Linked DNA regions of Macaca mulatta: region 1 is linked to region 2. A link is a contact called in public Hi-C data. All regions are on one chromosome and are shown on one strand. Each heading gives the region's core, a stretch centred on a gene start, on an enhancer-like site or on the middle of the called end of the contact. The rest is flanking DNA. Distances are from core to core; before and after follow the strand shown. Region 1 holds the start of MPPE1 (metallophosphoesterase 1). Region 2 holds the start of LOC114673869.

Evidence for each region. Hi-C and Micro-C count contacts between places; a contact is called where the count stands out from the background.
Region 1: a contact with region 2 is called in a Hi-C map of CD4 T cells, with 3 times the contacts expected there. The contact joins the promoter of MPPE1 here to the promoter of LOC114673869 in region 2. A contact is called at or near these places in 3 of 14 Hi-C or Micro-C datasets (CD4 T cells, blood and fetal cortex germinal zone).

What each region holds. Positions count from the first base shown.
Region 1 is chr18:81,612,894-81,619,888 of T2T-MMU8v2.0, forward strand. It overlaps MPPE1 (metallophosphoesterase 1), which reads left to right and starts at 4,309. Exons shown (of 14, transcript XM_077975333.1): 1 at 4,309-4,462; 2 at 6,327-6,397.
Region 2 is chr18:81,480,120-81,487,204 of T2T-MMU8v2.0, forward strand. LOC114673869 reads right to left here and starts at 2,892. Exons shown (of 8, transcript XM_077975285.1): 1 at 2,298-2,892; 2 at 946-1,974. The coding sequence starts at 1,322. NAPG (NSF attachment protein gamma) reads left to right here and starts at 654. Exons shown (of 13, transcript NM_001258101.1): 1 at 654-822; 2 at 5,430-5,497. The coding sequence starts at 767.

The DNA of each region.
Region 1 (6,995 bases), core at 3,059-5,558, 130 kb after region 2:
TGCCTCGGCCTCCCAAAGTGCCAGGATTACATGTGTGAGCCACCATGCCCGGCCTGTATCATTATTTCTGCTTTGTGAATGCCTCACAGATTCCTCCCATACTGGAATTAAGTAAACTCCTTAATCTCAGAAGGGCTGTGCAAGTCAATGAGTCACTTGCAGATTCTCATCTGGAAATGATCCGGTGTCTTAGAACTTTCACCACTGGCCGGGAGCAGTGGCTCACGCTTGTAATCTCAGCACTTTGGGAGGCTGAGGCGTGTGGATCACCTGAGGTTAGGAGTTCGAGACCAGCTTGACCAACATGGTGAAACTCCGTCTCTACTAAAAATACAAAAAATTAACCAGGCATGGTGGCACATGTCTGTAATCCCAGCTACTCAGGAGGCTGAGACAGGAGAATTGCTTGAGCCCAGGAGTCGGAGGTTGCAGTGAGCCAAGCTCGTGCCGCTGCACTCCAGCCTCAGAAACAGGGCGAGACTCTGTCTCGAGAAAGAAAAAGGAAATCCATGGGTGCTGCGCGGCTTCCTGGCCGACTTGTTTCTGGGCGAGAGCGAACAGTGGGGAGTGAGCAGCACGAGAGGGCGGACCACAGCCCGCACCGCCTAACGACGCGTCTTCATACTAGGGCTCCCTTTTTATTTTATCTCCATTGCCCATTGCCCTAAGAAGGTAACTTTGGTTAGGGTCTTTTGTTTGTTTGTTTGTTTTTAGACGGAGTTTTGCTCTTGTTGCGCAGGCTGGAGGGCAATGGCGCGATCTTAGCTCACCGTAACCTCCGCCTCCCAGGTTCAAGCGATTCTCCTGCTTCAGCCTCCCAAGTAGCTGGGATTACAGGCACGCACCATCATGCCCGGCTAATTTTGTATTTTTAGTAGAAACGGGGGTTTCACCATGTTGGTCAGGCTGGTCTCGAACTCGCAACCTCAGGTGATCTGCCTGCCTCGGCCTCCCAAAATGCTGGGATTCCAGGCATGAGCCACTGCGCCCGGCCTTGTTATGGTCTTTTAACCAACCCTGCAATCCCTGCTCCATAATGCCGCCCTGCCAAGCTTCCTGAGCTGCTGTCTTTACTGTTAGATGCTGGGGAAGGCAGAATAGTGCCCCCCAGATAGCCAGGTCCAACTCCCCAGGACCTGTGAATATGTTACCTTTCATGGCAAAAGGGAATCAGGATTGTAGATGGAATTGATGTTGCTGTGGAATAACAAGAAAGATATTTGGTGGCTGTCCCTGGTTTCTGACACAAAGCTCTAAACCCTTGGAATTTTGAGAGATAGAGTGTTAAAAGCCTCTTTTGTTTTAATGAGGCAACTCTTGTACTTAGCTTCAGGGTGGGAGCTGGCTGCCAGAAAGACCAGGCTTGATTAGAAGATCAGCATTTCCTGCACCCTTCCCCCAACCTCCAGGGAAGGGAGAGTGGCTGGAAATTGAGTTGATCACCAGTGGCCACAGTCAAACCTATGGACTGAAGCCTCCATAGAAACCCCTAAATGATGGGGTTCTGCTAAGTTGGCAAACACATCCTCATCCCAGAGGGTGGTACACCCCATCTTGACTGAGGCAGTGGCTTCTGCACTTGGGACTTATCTTGTCCTGGGTACTTCTTCATCTGGTTGTTCATTTGTACCCTTTATAATAAACCGTAAGAGTAAGCACAGCTTTTCCTGAGTTCTATGAGTCATTCTAGCAAATTATCTAACCTTGGGGTAATGAGGTAGTTGAAACCTCTTTGTAGGAACTTTCCTTTGTAGGTCAATCAGCAGCAGTTAGGCTAACCTGGGAACCCAGTACTTTCTTTGTTGTCTAAGTGAGGACAGTCTTGTGGGACCGTGGAGTCACACAAAAATTCCAGGTAGTGTCAGAAAGGAATTGAATTGTAGGACACCAAGTTGGCATCAGAGAGTTGGAGAAGTGGTGTTGGAAAAGACACGTTTGATGTCAAGAGGAAGAAACCCCCCCCTTTTTTTTTTTTTTTGAGATGGAGTTTCACTCTTGTTTCCCAGGCTGGAGTACAGTAGTGCAATCTCGGCTCACTGCAACCTCTGTCCCCCGGGTTCAAGTGATTCTCCTGCCTCAGCCTCCCGAGTAGCTGGGATTGCAGGTGCCTGCCACCACGCCCGGCTAATTTTTTGTATTTTTTTTAGTAGAGACGGAGTTTCACTGTGTTAGCCAGGATGGTCTCGATCTCCTGACCTCGTGATCCACCGCCTTGGTCTCCCAAAGTGCTGGGATTATAGGTGTGAGCCACCGTGCCTGGCCACCAGTGTTTTCAAAAATGCCATTTATTGGCTGGGCGCGGTGGCTCAAGCCTGTAATCCCAGCACTTTAGGAGGCCGAGACGGGCGGATCACGAGGTCAGGAGATCGAGATCATCCTGGCGAACACGGTGAAACCCTGTCTCTACTAAAAAATACAAAAAACTAGCCGGGCTAGGTGGCGGGCGCCTGTAGTCCCAGCTACTCGGGAGGCTGAGGCAGGAGAATGGCCTAAACCCGGGAGGCGGAGCTTGCAGTGAGCTGAGATCCGGCCACTGCACTCCAGCCTGGGTGACAGAGCGAAACTCCGTCTCAAAAAAAAAAAAAAAAAAAAAAAAAAAGCCATTTATTTATGTAAAAGTTTGTCTTAAGCGTGACCCAAACAAGGTCCACACACTGCATTTGGCTAATGTGTCTCTCAAGCTCCCCCCACCCTCTTTTTTTAAAAGACATGGGGGGTCTGGCCGTGTTGCCCAGCCTGGAGTGCAGCGGCTATTCACAGCTGTGATCATAGCTCACTACAGCCTTGAACTCTGGCCTTAAGCAATCCTCTCACTTCAGCCTCTGAATATTTATTTTTGAATAAAGAAATTGGGTCATTTGGTTTGTAGAATTTCCCATATTCTGGATTTGGCAGATTACTTCCTGGTGGTGTAATGTAATAGGTTCATTTGGCCCCTGTATTTCCTTTAGCCTGTGGTTAGAGTTAAAAGCTTAACTGGGTCTAGTTTCCTTTTGTTAGTCAGAGAGAATACTTTAGAGGTGAGGCTGCAAACAATCCCCGGTGTCATATCAGTGTGTTTATGGAATTAGGCTGTTCCAGTTTCTATTATGTCGAAGTGGTTCACCTGATCATATCAGAAGATATTACAATATTCTTAATAATAACCATTTACCGCATACTAATTGTATACCAGGCATTTTGCTGGCTGTGTCCTAGATAATTCCTCATACCACATCTCCGTGTATTAACCACACTCATAGATTTGTAAAAAATGTACTAGAATTGGCTGGTTGGAAGGCTCTACGTGGATTATTACTCTGAGCTTGTTTACTCCTTGAAATATGGAATAATGGCTCCTGCTTTTAATATACAGGCTTATTTTGAGGATTTTTTGAACGGATGTGAGAGCACTTAGAAAACTGGAACACGCCGTGCTACACCATTAAAATTAGTAACATCAGTGAGAAAAAAGCAAGTGCATAATAAATATTATAGTTATCCTGTTTGTCTCCTTTATTCATCACACACTTCCTAAGCACATCTCTGGAGGGCACTTTCCAAGGCTCCGGGGGAGCCGGAGAGGCCCAGCCTGGTCTGGTGGGTCCTGGAGCGGCAACGCGGCGCGGGAGGGGAACGGTGAGGCACGGCCTGGCTGCCACCGCGCGCGGAGCCCGGGAGCGGCTCGGGGGCCGTCAGCTGCCTGCCTGCCCGGCTCCTCCAGGGCCTGGAGCTCGGACGCGGGATCTGGGGCGGGGACGCGGGCTCGCGGGGAGCAGTGGCCGCCCCCGGCCGCCGCGTGGCTGTGCTCAGAAGCCGGCCCTGGCGTCAGGAGACCGGGCGCGCGGCGTGGGGGCGCGAGTTCCCCTACCCGCCCGTGCGCCCCGTTAGGCCTTTCCTGGGCCCTAACGACAGCTCGCCCGTGCGTCGCCCTCGCAGCTCTCCCGTGTCCCCAAAATGCCTTTCCCGCGCCCCCCGCGCTTCTGCGGCGACTGCCCAGGGTGCTCCGTAATGCCACAGTCGGACAGCCGAGCCTGCCGGGCGCTTCGGGGAGGGCGCTAGGGGCCCGGACGCGGCCGCCGAGCGTAGGTTCCGGCCTTTACTCTCCGCAGCTGCGCACGGAGCCCCAGCTGGGGTTGTCCGCTCTGGGGATCACAGGCCGCGGAGCCCCGGGCGCCACCCGCCGGCCCCTTCAGACAGCCCGCTTCCGCCGCCGGCCGTGGGACGCAGGCGCCGGGCGGACGCGGCGGCTCCGGCAAGACTCTGGCTTCCCACCCGCCTGAGGCCGCTGGGGCGGGGCTGCAGTGACAGTCCCAAGCGCTACCGCGGAAACAGGAAGTTGGTTGGGTGCGCGCCGGCTCGGGCTGCAGGTCCCGGGTCCCTCGGCCACCGCAGCCGCCCTGCCCAGGTGAAAGGGCTCCCGCACCGCTCGGTGCTCCCCATCTGCCTGGCGTTGTGTGCAGAGCTGGAAAGCATGGCTGTTGTATGTATTCTTGCGCCCGTGTGACAACATTTAAACTTCTAAAAACGGAACCTCCTTCCGTTTTAGGATTGCAAGTTAACCTAGGAAAAAACAGCACTCTGCAAATTATTTGCTGGAAAATCTCGATGACTTAGGGCCCATGTATGACTTTGCAGGGGTCTCTCACTCTAGTTTACTGGTGTAGATTTTTTTTAAAAAATCCATCTTATCAAAAAATACCGCTTAAGGTGGAAAATTTCAAATGCAAGTTGCCGTTGATGAGATTGCAATTAATATATTTAGGATAGTGAATTAGAGAAAAACTACAGATCAGTACATTATTTTTTTCATATTTTGGGGGGATTTTTTAACGATAACTTTGAAGTTAAAAATTAAAAGATAGGCTGGGCGCGGTGGCTCAGGCTTGTAATTCCAGCACTCTGGGAGGCCGAAGGGGGAGGATGGCTTGAGCCCAGAAGTTCGAGACCAACCTGGGCAACATAGCAAGACCCCCCCCCCCGCCCTTCCACAACTACAAAAGGTACCAAAAAAAAAAAAAAAAAAAAAGGCCAGGCGTGGTGGCACGCACCTGAAGTCCCTGCTACTCGGAAAGTTGTGGGTGAAAGGATTGCTTGGGCGCGGGAGCGACGCAGCCTGCGGTTGACAAAAAGTCAAACTCTGTAAAATGTTTGAAGGGATTTATTCTGAGCCAAATATGAGTGACCATGGCTGGTGACACAGCCTTTTGGAGACTCTGAGAACATGTACCCAAGGTGGTCGGGGCCCGGTGTGGTTTTATACATTTTAGGGGAGCCATGAGTCATCAGTCAAGTACATGTACGATTAAGATGTACATTGGTTCGGTCCGTAAAGGTGGGACCACTGAGGCGGTGGGGGGGTCGGGGGCTTCCAGGTTATAGGTAGATTGAAAATTTTCTGATTGGCATTTGGTTGAAAGATTTATTATCAATGGAAAGGAATATCTGGGTTACAATAAGAGGCTGTGGAGACTGAGGTTTTATCATGCAGATGAAGCCTCCAGGTTAGTATCCAGCATGTTAAATGCTGGTCTGGTTTTCCTGAATTCCAAAAGGGAGGAGGACAAAATGAGGCAAGTTCCACCCCCACCTCCCATCAGGCCTAAACATGTTTTTCTTAAAACAACCTAAAACAAGATTAACTCTGGAATGCGCTTGGTGGGGGTCCATGCAGATGGTTGAGGGGCCTTAGGATTTCATTTTTGATTTACATTGGGCAGTGGAGTGAGACCCTATCTCTAAAAAAATAAAAATAAAAATAAATACAAATCGAAAAGTTCAAAGATAATTTTTTTTTTTTTTTTTGAGATGGAGTTTCGCTCTTGTTGCCCAGGCTGGAGTGCAATGGTGTGATCTTGGCTCATCACAACCTCTGCCTCCCGGGTTCAAGCGATTCTCCTGCCTCAGCCTCCAGAGTAGCTGGGATTACAGGCACCACCACCCCAGCTAATTTTGTATTTTTAGTAGTGACGGGGTTTCTCCATGTTGGTCAGGCTGGTCTTGAACTCCCGACCTCAGGTGATCCGCCTGCCTCGGCCTCCCAAAATGCTGGGATTACAGACGTGAGCCACCGCGCCTGGCCTAAAGATAAAATATTTTGCTCCCAATTATGGCTTGCAGTGATTATTCATACGTGTTGGGCAGAAATGTTTCATATAATTTATCTATAAATACAGGTATTTTATATTATAATTCGAAATAGGTATTCTTGGCCACTAACCCAATGTCTTGTTTCTTTAGCGTCTCAGCTTCTTTTTTACTTTCAAAGTTGGTCAGGTTTCCTGTTAATAGTTAACTAAATGAAAGCTCACTCACTGACAAAACACACATATTTGGTTTCATTTCAGATAAATGAATTCTGATTTGGGGAAGCAGATGCCAACTTAGAGCCTCGTACCAATCTCTCTGTGTTTAAAAGGTGAGGTGACTTGGTGATTTGCCTGGAAAATTGTAGGTAATATATAATCTAGCTTCCATATTTTACAGATATGTCTGGAGGTACTGGAGAGGTGCATGTCTGCCTTTCCATCCTAGGCCGGTCTGAACTGTCTTGTGGAGGCTCGACACTGTTCCTGCTGGGTTATCGTTGGATGATCTTAATGAGACTGATAAATTGAATTTGGGAGTGAAAACAGTAATACTTTAAGAAATTTTGAACTTTAAAGCTGAGGACTAAGCTCTGATTTTTTTTCTTATCAATCCTCACAAAAGCACTGAGCTGGATACTGCAGGTTGTGAGGTTCAGGAGGGGGTACGTGGCTGGTATAAGGTCACAGAGCAGCGCTGCCGTTTGGCTACTTTCCAGTTCAGCATAGCTGCCATCTCTGCTGGTGGTATTCGCAGCATGCGGGATAAAATACTCACCAAGGAACAAGTGGCTAACTCCTCATAGAGCTCTCAAGGTTTCCTCTTTCCTGACGAAAAGGTAGGGCTCCCTGGGGTGGGGGTGTCTGCAGAGCTCCCAGGTGCTGGTGGTCAGCAGGTTTTCCTTTGTCTGAGTCAGAAAATGGGGAGGC
Region 2 (7,085 bases), core at 1,642-4,141:
AGCCTGTAATCCCAGCACTTTGGGAGGCCGAGACGGGCGGATCACGAGGTCAGGAGATCAAGACCATCCTGGCTAACACAGTGAAACCCCGTCTCTACTAAAAATACAAAAAACTAGCCGGGCGAGGTGGCGGGCGCCTGTGGTCCCAGCTACTCCGGAGGCTGAGGCAGGAGAATGGCGGGAACCCGGGAGGCGGAGCTTGCAGTGAGCTGAGATCCGGCCACTGCACTCCAGCCTGGGTGACAGAGCGAGACTCCGACAAAAAAAAAAAAAAAAAAAAAAGATGAATACTATTCTATCTGTGATACAGAGAAACTTCAGATGTAATAAATTATAAGGCCAAATAACCCTACAAACAGGATCCACAGTTTCACATCAATGAAAAAGCAAGACTTCAAGAGGGCAGGAGTTTTTGTCTGCCGATTTTCCCGCGTCTAGCACAGTGCCTGACACATATTAAGTGCTCTGCAAAAACTGAATGAAAGAACACGCCCCATCAGTATCTCACCGCGCCTGCGCTAGATGCCCTGGGTGCGGCCAGCCTTGAAGCGCTGCGCCTGCGCGATGTCTCTTTGCGGGGCGCCCCGGTTGGTTCCCAGCCCCGCTTCGCCGCAGAGGCTTGGGCCGTCCGGCCCTCCGTAGTCGCTCGACTGTCGCGCTGCACCAGCCTCCTCCTCGGCGTTCCCACGCCTATTTGGGCGGATTCTTGGCGCCCGAGGAAGAGGTAGGCGCACCGTGTCTCCACGTCAGAGACCGGACTGTGGAGATGGCGGCCCAGAAGATAAACGAGGGGCTGGAACACCTCGCCAAAGCAGAGAAATAGTGAGTGAGAACCTTCCATGGGCCTGCGTGTGGACGCCGGGTCCGTCTCTCACTGGCGCGGCCTTAGCACCCGGCGGGGCGGGAAGGAGGGGTCAGGGATAAGGGGACCCGGCGCGCTGGTACCTGCGGGGCTGCAGGGGCTCGGTGTCCCCTGGGTCGCACTCCCGGGGTCGAGCTCCCGGGATCGGGCTGGAGTCAGGTCCGCTGCGCCTCGGGCAGCGCCGTGGGTCCGCCCCGCCGGAAGTCCGCTCCCCGTGGCTGGTGTGGGCGGGGACCCGGCGCGGTGCTGCCGGGCTGGTAGGTAAAGGGGGCTTCTCTACTTGTTGTGATCGGGGCTGTCGGTGCGTCGGAGGCTCGTTAGCAACATCCCTGGCCTCCACCTGCTGGGTGCCGGTCGCACCTCCTCCCCGTTTGTGGCAACCCAAAATGTCCTCTGGGGTACAACATCGCCCTGTCGAGAACCACTGCCCTTGAAAAGCTCCTTGTGTGGAGGGGACCATAGGTTTACCCCAAAAACTCCTCGGTGAACCTTTGTCATCTGGCAGTTTACTTTTCCTGTGGGCAGGGACTGTGCTCCTTTCGTCCTTTGATGTGTATGTCCTTCCACCTCTGGTACAGTACGTAGTAGGCACCCAGCAAATGTTTGTGGGACTGAACTGATACTCCTTAATTTATCCTTTGGGCAGCCTCTTCCCCCCCCCCCCCCGTTTCATTACTCCAGCGCATTTTTATCTGTCAGTTACAGTTAATAGAAAGCCAGCATCGTGCTCTGTGGTGGGGGCTTCACATACATCATTTCGTAAGCTGAGATCTTCACAATAACTTTCCAAATAGAGATGATAATTTTTCGTAAGAGGAAATGAGACTTGGGGAAGCCTCCTAACGACTTATGCCAAACCGCACAGGTGAAAGATGGCAGAGCCAATTTTCGAACAGTGGAAAAACTCAGGCTATCACATGACTTGAGGCAGTCAGTGTGTAAGGTACTGGGGCTCGGGTTCCCACAACAATCTGACTTTCTAGTGGGAGCAAACGCAAAATTTGTAGTAAGAGTAGTGTGTAGAATAGGGACCACAAAAAAAGCTGTATTAACTGTGCATAGGTAACGCAGAGGGAGAAGTTTATTCTTCATGAGAAAATTTGAGGAAGAAGGCCGGGCGCGGTGGCTCAAGCCTGTAATCCCAGCACTTTGGGAGGCCGAGACGGGCAGATCACGAGGTCAGGAGATCGAGACCATCCTGGCTAACACCGTGAAACCCCGTCTCTACTAAAAATACAAAAAAAACTAGCCGGGCGAGGTGGCGGGCGCCTGTAGTCCCAGCTACTCCGGAGGCTGAGGCAGGAGAATGGCGTAAACCTGGGAGGCGGAGCTTGCAGTGAGCTGAGATCCGGCCACTGCACTCCAGCCCGGGCTACAGAGCAAGACTCCTTCTCAAAAAAAAAAAAAAAAAAGAAAAAGAAAATTTGAGGAAGAGATGATTTGTGAGCAGGGCCTGAAAAATACAGAATGTTTTAGACAGAGGGGAAATCTTGTGAAAGAGATTCTGTGCGCAAACTGTAGTATGTATTATACACGGGCCTGAAAATGTGCTCTGGGAACAGTGAATGTAGTGTAGTCACAGTGCCAGAGGACGAGCTGGAGTGAAGAAGAGTTGGGGCCAGACTGTGAAGGGACGGCTTCTCAGATGGCTGTTGTAGGCATCTAACCAGAGAACCCGGTTAGATTTGCTTTTGGTGGAAGAAATGTGGCAGCAGGCTGGGCGCGGTGGCTCACGCCTGGAGTCCCAGCGCTTTGGGAGGCTGAGGTGGGCGGATCACTTGAGGTCAGGAGTTTAAGACCAGCCTGGCCAACATAGTGAAACCCTGTCTCTACTAAAAATACAAAAATTAGCCAGGTGTGGTGGCGCACACCTGTAATCCCAATTGCTCCGGAAGCTGAGGCAGGAGAATCGCTTGAGCCCCAGAGGCAGAGGTTGCTGTGAGCAGAGATGGTGCCACTGCACTCCAGCCTGGGAGACAGAACAAGACTCTGTCTCAAAAATAAAAAATAAAAAGGAAAAGAAAAACGTGGCAGCAGTGTGGAGAATGAACTTTGACATATTCAGTAAACAAACATTTACAAATTGTCTCTGCGTACTTGTGCCAGCCACTGAGGATACTGGAGTAACCAAAGTGGCCCCTTCTTCAAGAACTTAGAATTCACAGACGGGCAGACAAGTGAACAGAGGACTAAAAAGAAGATATTCAGTGCTAGAAGTATTCAGTGTAGTATGGTGGAGATATGAAGCAAGGAAAAGGTAATATGCTCCGGGTGTGGGGAATGGAAGAGGAGGAAAGGTGACTGTCCCATGAAGGTAGTGCCAGACATGTTAGTGGGTTGTTGACTTCAGGGGAGAGGTGGTGATGGCCTGGATTCAAGTACAATACAGGGGTGGGATTGGGTGACATTTGTCAGTATGTAGTTGACATGCTTTAATGACCTGCCTACATATAGAGATGAAGGGTTAGCTCCCAGGTTTCTAACTTGGGAGTGGGAGAGGCCTTCAGCCAAGATAGGGGATAGGGGTTAATGGATGTGCTTGGTGAGTAGGTCTGGGGCAGGGAGGTGTGGGGTTCAGGCTTGAAGTGTTAGTTTGAAATGCTGCTAGACAGTTACTCGGTTGGTGGTAGGAAAAATGGGCCAGGAGCTTAGGACATATTTGATTTTTCTCCATTTTCTAATGATGATATAGTTCAGTGTTGCTGAGTCATTTTGTAAATTGATCCCCCCCACCCCCACAGATGGTAATTTTGCTGTTTTCTTTTTTTCTGTGGAAATTGGTCAATTTCCTTATTGATTCTTTGGAGAAAAAGAGTCAAAAGGACTAACAGGTATAGCTGCTAAACCTAAATTAGCTATACATCTTTCTTCCTTATTAGTGGTATTCATGTGACTTGGGATGGTTTGCCCAGTTTCAAACTCTCTGGGTCTTTCCGTGTATAGCTCCTTCAGCGACTGAATGATTGCATCTTGGTTTTAGTGGGATTAAAAAAATTATGTTAATATACAGAATGTAATGTTTGTTTTGGGATAGAAACAGAGGGTTATCATTTTGCATATTGCATATTTCCTCAATTTTGTGGATTACAGTAGACACACCACAATTTAAGGATATTATTTTTCTGAGCAGTGAAATTCTTGGTAAGCTTGAAAAATTGCTTATGTTAATTTGAATTTTGTAACACTATATACACAAACAAGTTTTAGATGCTAAGTGTGTTAAATAAATTTAATTGGCAAAAAATGTTACTGTAGCTGGCTGGGCGCAGGGGCTCATGCCGGTAATTCTAGCTCTTCGGGAGGACGGGGTGGGCGGATCACTTGAGGCCAGGAGTTCGAGACCACCTGGCCAACATGGCGAAACCTCTTCTCTGCTAAAAATACAAAAATTAGCTGAGTGTGGTGGTGCAAGCCTGTAATCCCAGCTGCTCAGGAGGCTGAGGCATTAGAGTCACTTGAACCTGAGAGGCGGAAGTTGCAGTGAGCCGAGATACCACCACTGCACTCCAGCCTGGGCGACAGAGCCGAGACCCTATCTCAAGAAAAAAAAAAAAAGCTACGACTTTTTGGTAGTTCACATGGCTGCCACACAATGAAGCCTGTACTTCTGAGGGCTCCTACAGATTCCCCATCTTCCTCTTAAGATACTGGCCTGATTCATTTGAAGCAAGCCGTGTTCTGTGCAAGCAGGCCTTCACTAATTGAATGAAATTTAGAATTTAAGATGGCTTGGACAATTTTTATGCACACCCAAATTTGACAGTTACTGAATTAGTTTAAGTCTGAAATTATTTTAAAATAAGAAAAAAATAAAATATTGAGGAAAAGGCAAGTAAGATAAGAATTCAAAATTGATGGTTCTTTGATTTGGCATCTGAGAAGCCAGTAGGGATCCTGGAAGGCAGTTTCTCTTGGCTTTTGTAATATCCTTCCCTTTCTGATTATCATTCTTGTTTATGGGTGGCGAGTTTTTGCTTTTTTAATTTTTTAATTTTTAATTTTTTGCCTACTTCCTCTGTTATTCCACTGAATGATTATATTCCTTAGTCTTTGTGTTCTCTCTCTGCAGTCTTGCTAGGAGATCTGGTCTCATCTATGCTCTTGACATGCTTATGATGCCTCCATTTATGTCTCTAGCCTCTCGTCTGTGCATCAGTTTCATGAGTCCCTCTGCTGTCAACACCGTGCTTCAGAGGTTCTGAAGCTTTAATGCACCTTTGGGTTCATTAAACCTCAGAGGTGCCGTAGGCTTGGGATGGGGTCAACAATTTATGTTTTTAGTAAGTTCCCAGGCAGTGCTGATGGTGCTGGTCTGGGGACCATGAATTGAGAACCTGTAGGAGGAAACCACATACCTGTGACAGTGCGAGGGAAAGAGGTGAGGTCGTGTTTGTTAGGCATAAGTTTGGGTGGAGGCAGGTGACGCGGAAAGTTTATGCCTGGTGGCTCCTCCTTTATTTTCTTTTTTCTTTTTTTTTTTTAAGACCTAGAAGGTCATTACAAGCAGAGATCTGACTTATAAATGTGGTTGGTAACTTCTGTTAACTGTGTCTTTCTTTCATTCTAGCCTGAAAACTGGTTTTTTAAAATGGAAGCCAGATTATGACAGTGCCGCTTCTGAATATGGAAAAGCAGGTATTTTTGACTGTAGTCCAGTTGCTCCAGCATGTAATCTTAAAATAGTCCGATAACTTCATTTCACCATAATATGTATATGCTTTCTACAAGGCTTTAATAGTTAAAAAACAAAAGGTTTTTTCCACTTGTTATTTTCAGATGTGTTGAGAGCTGAGTCAGAGTTCCCGGTACCTGCTGTCTATGACAGCAGCAATGGGGCGGGGTTGGTGATACACGGCAGTGGGTTTTTAGTGTTGCTTATGTATTCTTCAACTCCAGTTGTTTGAATACTGTATCCATGAGTTTTGCCGTATTTCTCTATACTTTCTATTGAATAAGGAGTTTGTTAAATTTTTTGTTAACTTAGCCTCATCTTAAGCAGATCTGCAAATCATATGTTTGCTTGGTCCTTATGTCTTTTATGAACGTCACATTGAATGTGTCTGTTGCGTGTTCGTGAAGTGTTAAGCTATATACATATTTTAATCAGTTTATATAAGATAGGAACAATGTAAAATATGCAACAGATAAGGGAATTTACTAAAAATTTAGCATTCTGAATTATAGAGTGATAGCTTTCAGCATATCTGTGGTAATTTGGAGTATAAATAAAATATAACAAAATTTTGAGTACCTTGAGCACGTTTTCAGTTGTATTTCAGCGATAGCCCTGATCACACGTGTTAGCCCAGCACAGAGAACATCTAGGGCAAGTGCTTTTGGTTAAACAGCAAATGCGTCTTCAGTGCTTTTATTTAAATCGGAGTGAGTTCTCTTTTTTGGCATCAGGCAGTTGTTTCTCTCTCATACTTTAAAATTATGGAAAGTTCAAACTCCGTATGAGTTTTATGGACTTATGCAGTGAGGCTTCTGGAGCAGAAGGGAACAACATTTTGCAAGTGTCCTCTGGGAGGGAAATTTAACACAGATTTGTTTTCTGTCCCTCTGAGATCATGAACTACATTCAAAAATCAATGTTTTAGGTGAGATTTTCCCACTGAAGCATCCTGTGTTTATTTTCTTTAAGGGCTTATGGAAAATCTATTTAATCAGAATAAATTTTTTAAAAAAGCAACATACGGAAAAGCAGGGAAGGGAGCAGTTTCAGTATTTATTTTTCACATTTTATTAAAGAGAATTTTAAGAGTGTTTTTAACAAATAACACTTTTCTTAAAGCATTATGCTTTTTGCTTCTTTATAAGCAACCCTTGATAAGTTTTCCAAAATGTATACGATCATATTTTATAAGCACTCCTGTTTTGCTTTGATGATTACACTTTTAAAACAGCTTGCAATATACTTTAGCTGTTTGAACAGTGAGATATCTTTTTCATAGACGGTAAACGGTATAAAAGGTTTAAAGAAAAAAATAAATGCATTGTTAGACATTTAAAGATTGTGCCAAAAAGAAGGTTTATTATTTTAAAAACTGTTTAATGTGTTTATTGGCCCTCAGTTTCTACGTAATTGAATGACCTATACCTAAAATACTGTTTTTATTATTAAAGGTACAACTGGTGAAGTAAGGTGCTGTCTTTTGTGACTAAAAAATCTGCCGGTCACTGGGGAGCATTAGGGAGTGTTGGTGTTAGAAAGATTTCTTGA